Linked DNA regions of Mus musculus: region 1 is linked to region 2. A link is a contact called in public HiChIP or PLAC-seq data. All regions are on one chromosome and are shown on one strand. The core of a region is the stretch at or near the end of the contact, and the rest is flanking DNA. Distances in the headings are between cores, read along the strand shown.

What was found. HiChIP or PLAC-seq counts read pairs in DNA pulled down with a chosen protein or histone mark.
Region 1: a contact with region 2 is called in an H3K27ac HiChIP or PLAC-seq map of VIP interneurons, with 5 times the contacts expected there. The contact joins two enhancer-like sites. A contact is called at or near these places in 2 of 115 datasets of contacts at active chromatin or transcription factors (VIP interneurons and differentiating embryonic stem cells) and 1 of 9 other capture datasets (embryonic stem cells).

What each region holds. Positions count from the first base shown.
Region 1 is chr7:111,734,521-111,738,699 of GRCm38.p6, reverse strand. All of the region lies in intron 1 of Galnt18 (polypeptide N-acetylgalactosaminyltransferase 18), which reads left to right. Among named protein-coding and RNA genes, the nearest start is that of Galnt18, 43 kb to the left of the region's middle. Within about 2 kb of position 2,134, at least 14 of the 459 cell types and tissues checked have an H3K27ac peak or open chromatin away from gene starts, as enhancers often do. A contact at or near this core is called in VIP interneurons, where this site is marked.
Region 2 is chr7:111,172,607-111,176,593 of GRCm38.p6, reverse strand. No RefSeq gene overlaps it. Among named protein-coding and RNA genes, the nearest start is that of Gm33098, 36 kb to the left of the region's middle. Within about 2 kb of position 2,008, at least 15 of the 459 cell types and tissues checked have an H3K27ac peak or open chromatin away from gene starts, as enhancers often do. A contact at or near this core is called in VIP interneurons, where this site is marked.

The DNA.
Region 1 (4,179 bases), core at 885-3,384, 560 kb before region 2:
TCTCTTTCAGCTGTCAAGTATCTTGACTGCTATTCCTGTGGGGAGGTCTCAGTTATGTGTAGGTCAATGGCTGAGCAGCCTGATCATAGCACTGTGGCCACTTGGACTAGAACGTGAGTGAGTTCAGTAGAAGAACAATAGAGGGAAGGGCTCCAAGCAGAGGGAACACCCCGAGCAGAGACCCATGAAAGCCTGGAGTATTCTGATGTGTCTTGGGATAGTTCTGTTAGGAAGAGACCTGGTTAGAGGATGAAGAGGGTAGCACTTTCCTCTGCACTGGTGACCAAGAGCAGTTGTGGGTATGCTGGTGCCTGCACAGAAGGCTTGTATCTGGGAACAGCCTAGAAAATCTGGTCCCTAAATGCTTGGGCCTCTCTGTGAAGTGGACAACGAGGCTGAGGCTACTCTGTTACATAGAAGCCTCTGCTATGCAGAGATAACTGTCTGTCTGCTGTCTGTCCTACCTTTAGCTCCTCTTCCTCTTCCTCTTTCTCTATCTCCGTCTCCCACTCTTCCTCTCCCTCTACCCCCCTCTCCTTCTCTTCCTCTCTCCCTTTCTTCCTCTCCCTTCCCCTCTCTCTTTTGCCTAAAGCTGCAAGATACAGAACTGCCCGTCATCTATAGACCCCTCTCTCTGGCTGTGCATTCAAACCCACAGGAAACCCTCTATGCTGAGGGCTGGCAAAATCTTTTGTTGAGTTGTCAGAGCCTGTGAAGACACTTCATAACTGAGACCTCCAAGTCACAACCCAGTTCACCATGGTGCAGACCTAGCCTGCTGAAACCACATCCTCTATGGTCCTGTCTCCCAATGTTCCAGGTTTTGTCCTCACTGGGACTGGGATAAATGTGGACCAGTTCTGGTAATCCAGGCTTACTGAATTGATTTGTCCAATCATTTATTGGCACGGCCTCTGAGCACGTAGGAATGAGCTTGGTGGTTTATTTAGAAAGGACATAGCATCAATTGATCTTAATCAGATGTACCTTCCTGCTGTCCTTCTGCCTGGGGCTCCGGGTGTCAGCTGCAGAGCCCTCATCTGTGTAGTTTCTGATTCTGCCCAGCGTCCATGGAGAATTCTGGCAGCCTCCCAAGTTGGAGGCCTGATGGGTGGGAGGTGGAGACCGATCCACCCTCAGCTTGGCTCGTGTGGGAAAGCTCTGCCCTGTCTGCTTAACTTATTGGGATTCACATAAGTATTTGTGACAGACATCACACGGCTCAACCCAATTTGGAAACTACTCTTTGAAAATTGCTTTTTATTATAGTTTTAAAGTTAGTGTGCATGTGGTGGATGAAGTGTTTGTGTTGGCGTGTGAGGAAGATGGATGCTTGTAGAGGTGGTGTGTGTGTGTGACTTGGATCTGCCTTTATCGCTCTCCACATTATTTTTGAGTCATGGTCTCTCACTGAACCTGGAGCCCACCGACTTGACTAGGCTGTCTGGCCAGTGAGCGCTAGGCGGTCACCTGTATTTGTTGCTCCAGATACGGTATGATTAAGGATTCAGCTTTTTATGTGTATAGTGGAAGTCAGAACTTAGAACCTCATGCTTACATAGCAAATGCTTTACTGGCTGATCTGCTATCCCTTCAGCCCTTGGAGAACACTCTTTGAGATGAGGGAGCTAAGACTGCTGACAGCTTGTCATCTGTAAACCTGGTCACATTTGGAGAAAAAGTGTCCTGGTTTGGCTATGCTGTGACTGTACCCTAAAGGTTTCCTGTGCTGGAGGTCAGGTTGTCAGGACAGCGGTTGAGGAGGTCCTTACTGCCTCCCGCCCCCTGCCCCATGCTTCTATATTCCTATCTGGCCATTTATCTTCTCTGTTTGCATGTATGCTGTCTCACGACCATGTGATAGGAGGAAGTACAGCCCAGGGTTCCTCACCAGAGCAGTATCATCCTTTTAGATTACATAGCCATCAAAACTGTGATCTTAGTAGTCTTCTTTAGAAGTGCCTCCCAACCCCACGTTTTCTGTTATGGTAACAAAAATGGACTAACACAGATAAATGGAGATAGCTGGCCCTCAACCAGCATTCACTGAAACCAGCTGTGAGCAGACCAGGGTGCCCAGCAGGAATGAATGCTTTCTCTGCCATCGTTGTCACTTGGCCAACAGTGTGCCCAGACTCCATCTTTTCCCTGCTGGCTTTGTGTCTGCCTACAGCCAGTTCCTAGTCAGCCCCACATATCTGCTGGGATGCTGCTGGCCAGGAAAGCCAGACTGCCATTCTGTGAGCACAGCTCCAGAAGTGGCCGTGTCTATTTCCTCCCTTCCTCCTCTTCCCTCTCCCTCCCATCCCCATTTCCTTCCTTCCTGCAATTGGAGGGCACACAATGTCCCTGTCCTTTTGGGTGGGCCACACCAAGCCTCAGGTTCTTTGCTACTGATACAGCCCCACAAAATTCTAAGCAGGTACAAAATATCACCAAGCGTTTGTAGGGAACAGTTGCTGGGAGGAAGCTCGTCTGGGCCTACAATTCTCTTTCTTTGCCCCACATGTAACCTGGTGAGAGCAGCAGGAATCCTGTAGGAAGGTGAGGGCCCAAGCTTCCTGTTGGTCTTACACATAGGAAGCCCATACCTGCTTGTAACATACAACACTGACACCCCCTCACCTCCTTACTCCAGGAGAGGCTCTGTTCCCAAGACACCTTGTTGCTTTTTGTCATCTTCCTTTTCTTTCTTTAAAAGCTTAGAATCTTGGTGAAAGAATGGATGAAAAGGAGCCTCTTCTTAATTGACTCAAGGCTAACACAGACACACACACACACACACACACACACACAGACACACACACACATATACCACATGCACACACAGACACACACACACATATACCACATGCACACACACACAGACACATACACACACACAGACACACACACAGACACAGACACACACACACACAGACACACAGACACACAGACACACACACAGACACACACACAGACACACACACACATACACACACAGACACACACACAGACACACACAGACACACAGACAAACACACACACACAAACACAGACACACACATACACACACACAGACACACACACAGACGCACAGACAAACACACACAGACACACGCACATACACACACAGACACACAGACAGACACACACACAGACACACAGACAAACACACACAGACACACACACATACACACACACAAACACACACACATATACCACATGCACACACACACACACAGACACACACAGACACACACAGACACACACAGACACACACACACACACACACACACACACACACTACCAGGTGCACTCAATCTGCAATTAGCTTTGTAATTAAAGTTTCTTCTCCCCACAGGAAAGCTGAACACTGGGTCAGTGTTCTCTCACTCAGAAGGAGAGTCTGGGGGGAGTGCTGGCATGGAAAAGGGTTAGTTAGCCTTTGGTGTAGAGTCTGAATTTTCTTCCTGTCTCCTCCTGGCCGGTAACTTGCAGATGCATCTTCCCTGGACCTTTGCACAATGGTGACTGCTGAGGTTTACTGGCCTGCCTTTCTCTTTGTTCCTCATTCCATAGTTAGGATGTTATCTGCCTCACAGTTCAGATACATTCTGGGGCATCACAGAGTCCTCCATCAGGATCCACCCATATACTTGCAGTCTCTGTCTTGCCCCCAGGCAGTGTTGACCAGAAAATCATTCCCTTGAGAGCCATTCAGAAGGTCCTTACTTTTGGGGACAATTTGAAGGGTTATAACAAAAGGTCATAGCCTGGTTTTGAGGCTTGGTTAGTCTTTCCAGGTTAGGTTATCTCTGGTCTTTGACCTTCTGTGTCTGTGAAATGCTACATTTTCTTTTCTAATTTTTTTCTTGCCCTCCAGGGTGTTTATGTACATGTGTGTGAATGTGCATATAGAGCTCAAAGGTCCATGCCAGGCTCTAGAGATAGCTCAGTGGTTAAGAGCACTTGATACTGTTCTAGGAGATCCAAGTTCAGTTCCCAGATACATGCTGTACAGCTTACAGCTCCCTACAACTCCAGCTTTAGGGGGCCTTATACCTTCTTCTGGCCTCTTGAGGCCTCTGCATGCACATGGTGCACATATATACACTCAAACACAAAAATAAATAAATAAATACATAATAAATCTTAAAAGAAAAGATTTACCATCATGAGAGCAAATAGGATGAGTGA
Region 2 (3,987 bases), core at 759-3,258:
CAGAGACCAGAAGATTCTCTGGAGTTTTCAGGCCTAGCTCAAGACTCAATGAGAGACCTTGCCTCAAAAATAATGAAGCAGAGAGTGACAAAAAGAGACACCTGGCCTCTTCCTCTGATCTCATGCATACAAAGACATTGTCCTCCAACCTCCACACTCAAATGCAATCGCACCTGAAAATATGTGCACGTGCACTTGATATGCACTTGTGAATGTGAAAACACACACACACGCAGCCGCTCTGGGGAATCTTAGAAAGTCGGCAAACCCCCTGTGTTCATACACATGGATGGAAGCCAAAGAGATGACCAAGGCTATGTGGAAGCACATCGTGTTCCTGATGTAGCATAAGTCCAGACCCATACCCTCACTCTGCCACGGCTTCACCTAGGAAGAAAGCAAAGAGGAGAAATGAATGTTTGTCAAGCGAATGACTGATAACCAAGGGTAAAATTCAGTCACCACCCACAGCACTGCCAGTCCACTCTGAGCAGCTGAAATTCCCCAGATGGCGTCATTGACCTACCTCCTGCCTGACAGGGTTGAGCCTGGCTCCTGTCTCCACACTCTGGGGCTTTCTCGCAAAACATATTCTAGGAGTTCCTGGCATACAGGACTCACAATAAAATTCACCCAGTGGTTCGTCTTGCCTGAGTCAAATTTCACGGTCATGATGGCTCCCATAAAGTCCCTTGGCTGAGAGGACTCTTCCCCACAGAGCAGAAGCAAGCTTTGATGGATGAGGAAACTCCACCAAGCTGAGGACCAGAGGAGACCCAGAGGAAGTTCTCCCATCCCATAACTTCTAGGAATTCAGCCATAGCTTGTATCCTGAGAATCCAGCCAGCTATCTCACTGGCTCCGTGTGACCTCATCCTAGCCCTGACCTCACCTGATTCCTGTGCCTCACTCAGTCCTCCAAGCCTTTTGCTCATGACTTAGTGTCCACATGACCATAGGGTTAACGGTGGATACCAATCACTATAATGGCAGGCTCTGGAGCCCAGAATCCACAATTCTACCACCTCTAAAAACAGAGACATGTGAGCAGGGGATACAGCTTACTTAGTAAGATGCCTACTTGATGTGAAAAAAAAAAATCTGTATCCCTCAACACCACATACTCCAGAAGTCATGATGAGAATCTGTAATTCCAGTGTTTGGGGTAGTAGAAGCAAGAGGATCAGAAGTCCAACGCCCTAGAGAAAGCACCCAAGGAGCTGAAGGGTCTGCAACCCTATAGGGGGAACAACAATATGAACTAACCAGTATCCCGGAGCTCTTGACTCTAGCTGCATATGTATCAAAAGATGACCTAGTCGGCCATCATTGGGAAGAGAGGTCCCTTGGTCTTGCAAACTTTATATGCCTCAGTATGGGGGAACACCAGGGCCAAGAAGTGGGAGTGGGTGGGTAGGGGGTGGGGGGGCCTGGGGGACTTTTGGGGTAGCATTTGAAATGTAAATGAAGAAAATACCTAATTTTAAAAAGAAAAGAAAACAAAACAGAAAAAAAAAAAAAAAGAAGTCCAACGCCAGTGCTGACTGTATAGCAAGTTAAGGCCAGCCTGGGCTACATAAAACCTCCTTTCACAATACCCACACACGCATGATATGTGCCCTCCCTCCCACCACCTGGATTCTAAAGCATTGCAGCTGGTGACACACACAGTCCCAGACAAGCCTGTTTACTGATCACTCAGTATGTGCCAGGGACATAGCTGGACATTTTATAGGCGTTATCTGATTTCATTCCCTTGATAGTCAAATAAAGTAGACTTTATGACAGCCATTTTATATATATATGAGGAAACAGAAGCTCAAAGATCAAGTGACTGGGTTGAGATCACAAAAATAGTCAGAGGCTGAGCAAAATGACCCATCTGTGTCTGACTCCAGTGTCCAAGCCTGCAGCCTCTGCGCTCTGGAAGCCTGCAGCTCACGGCCATTCATTTCCGAGCTATAGCACTATGCACTGAGATTATCAGGCACACAGGATTGCAGACAGCTGGAACTGGTGCTAGCCTAGCAGCACGCATCCATCTGAGCATTCTTCCAGCAGACGCTGGCACCTGTGTGAGCCAGAACTGGAGCAGGTGCTGGGGACCAAAATAAGCAGTCTGAAGGTCCTGCCCTTGGCATGAGAATTGTACATGCGTGCATGAGCTTGTGTGTGTGTCTGTGTATGTGCATGTATGTATATGCAATGTATGTGTGTGCATTATGTGTAAGTATGCATGCATAGCTCTCTCTCCCTCTTTTTCTCTCTTTCTGTGTGTGTGTGTGTGTGTGTGTGTTTGTGTGTGTAAAGAGAAACCAGAGGTCAATTTCAGATGTCACTCCTCAGATGTCATACACTCTTTTTGTTTGTTTGTTTTAAGATTATTTACTTACGTGTGTGTGTGTCTGTGTGTGTGTGTGTCTGTCTGTGTGTGTGTGTGTGTGTCTGTGAACATGCATTTGGATGCCCCCAGGAAGCCAGAGAGGGCATCAGATTCTTTGGACCTGCAGTTACAAGTGGATGAGAACCACTTGGTGTGGGGGCAGGGAACAGAACTTGGGTCTAGAAGAGCAGGAAAGACGATTAACTGCTAAGCCATCTCTCTAGCACCCACTCTGTTTTTTGAGACAGAGGCTTTTACTGACCTGGAGCTCACCGAATGAGTTGGTTAACAAGCCCTAGCTCCTGCCCCTTTTCACTTTCCTAGCCCTGGGATTACAAGTGCCCCCCACCCCCAAATCTGGCCTTTCACACAGGTGCTGGGGATCGAACTCAGGCCCTCACCCTTGCACAGCAGGCACGTCACTGACTGAGCTATCTCTTCAACCCTAGCAAGAAGATCTCAAAGACATGCCAGAGCTTACTCTGGGTGTTTCTCAGCATGGGATCTGTGAAAGTTCACTCTTACAGAGGCCATCTTCGTGAGGGTTAGACTGAGCTAGCTCCTGGGACCTGGATTGTGCAAAGTCCAGAGCACAAGGCCAAGAGGTGCCACTGTGGTTCCCCTGCTAGACACTTAGCCCAGGGGAACTTTAAACAGTGGGGACAGTGCTCTGAAATCTGTCCTTTCCACCCGCTTGGACCTGCTGCTGGACATGCCTTCACGTGACCCACCAGAGGCAATATTTCTGAAGCCTTCCTTCACAATTCAAGTGGAAGTGTTTCATGCTTCTTTAATTCCTGGTTTTACCTGATAGAGGAAGTCTGGAAAGGCCTGAATGCAACTGCTAAGTGAACTAAATACCCGATAACAATTCCAAAGTCATTCCTGGGGTTTTGGTTTTTTCTCCTTAGAAAGCCAGTGGGGCTTCACAATTAGAACTGGCCCTGTGCTCCAGTCTCACGGCCTTCATGTCAGCATGCACACTTCAACTGACTGTTTAGTCAGCCTCCTATATCTGTGACTTAGGCATCTGTGGCATAAACCATGAGTCCTTGTTCCACAACCACAACATGGCAGAAGGACAAAGGGACCGAGGCATGTTCTTCAAGCTCCTATAGAGAGCCACTAAACCCATTCGTGAGGGCTCTGCCTCCTGATCCAATCACTTTCTAAAGGCCCCGATCCATAACACTGCCTATGCTTCCTGCAACAGTGGGAACACAGCCCAGGCCCAGTTATCTGTCACAATTCCTCTGCACCCAGCAATCTCATTTGCTTGCACTTTAAGGGTTCTCATTAAGGAGAAAGAGAGCCTTCCCGTTGGGACTGTTCATCCCTAGGGAAGCACCTGCAGGTGCTACCATTCAGAGACTCAGCCAAAACAAGCCTCAGGCAAATGACTTAAGTGTTTACCCACTGAAACCAAGTAGGCCATGCCAGCCCAGGAATACTAAATCCTGCAACTTCCAAAACAACCCAGTGGCGATGGCAATTGGAAAAAAAAAAACCTGCAGCTCACCCCGGATGCTTCCCGAGAGACTAAAGGTACCAAAGACTATTCCCAAAACTGGGCCCCAGTTCATGTCCTAAAGAATCCAGCTCAT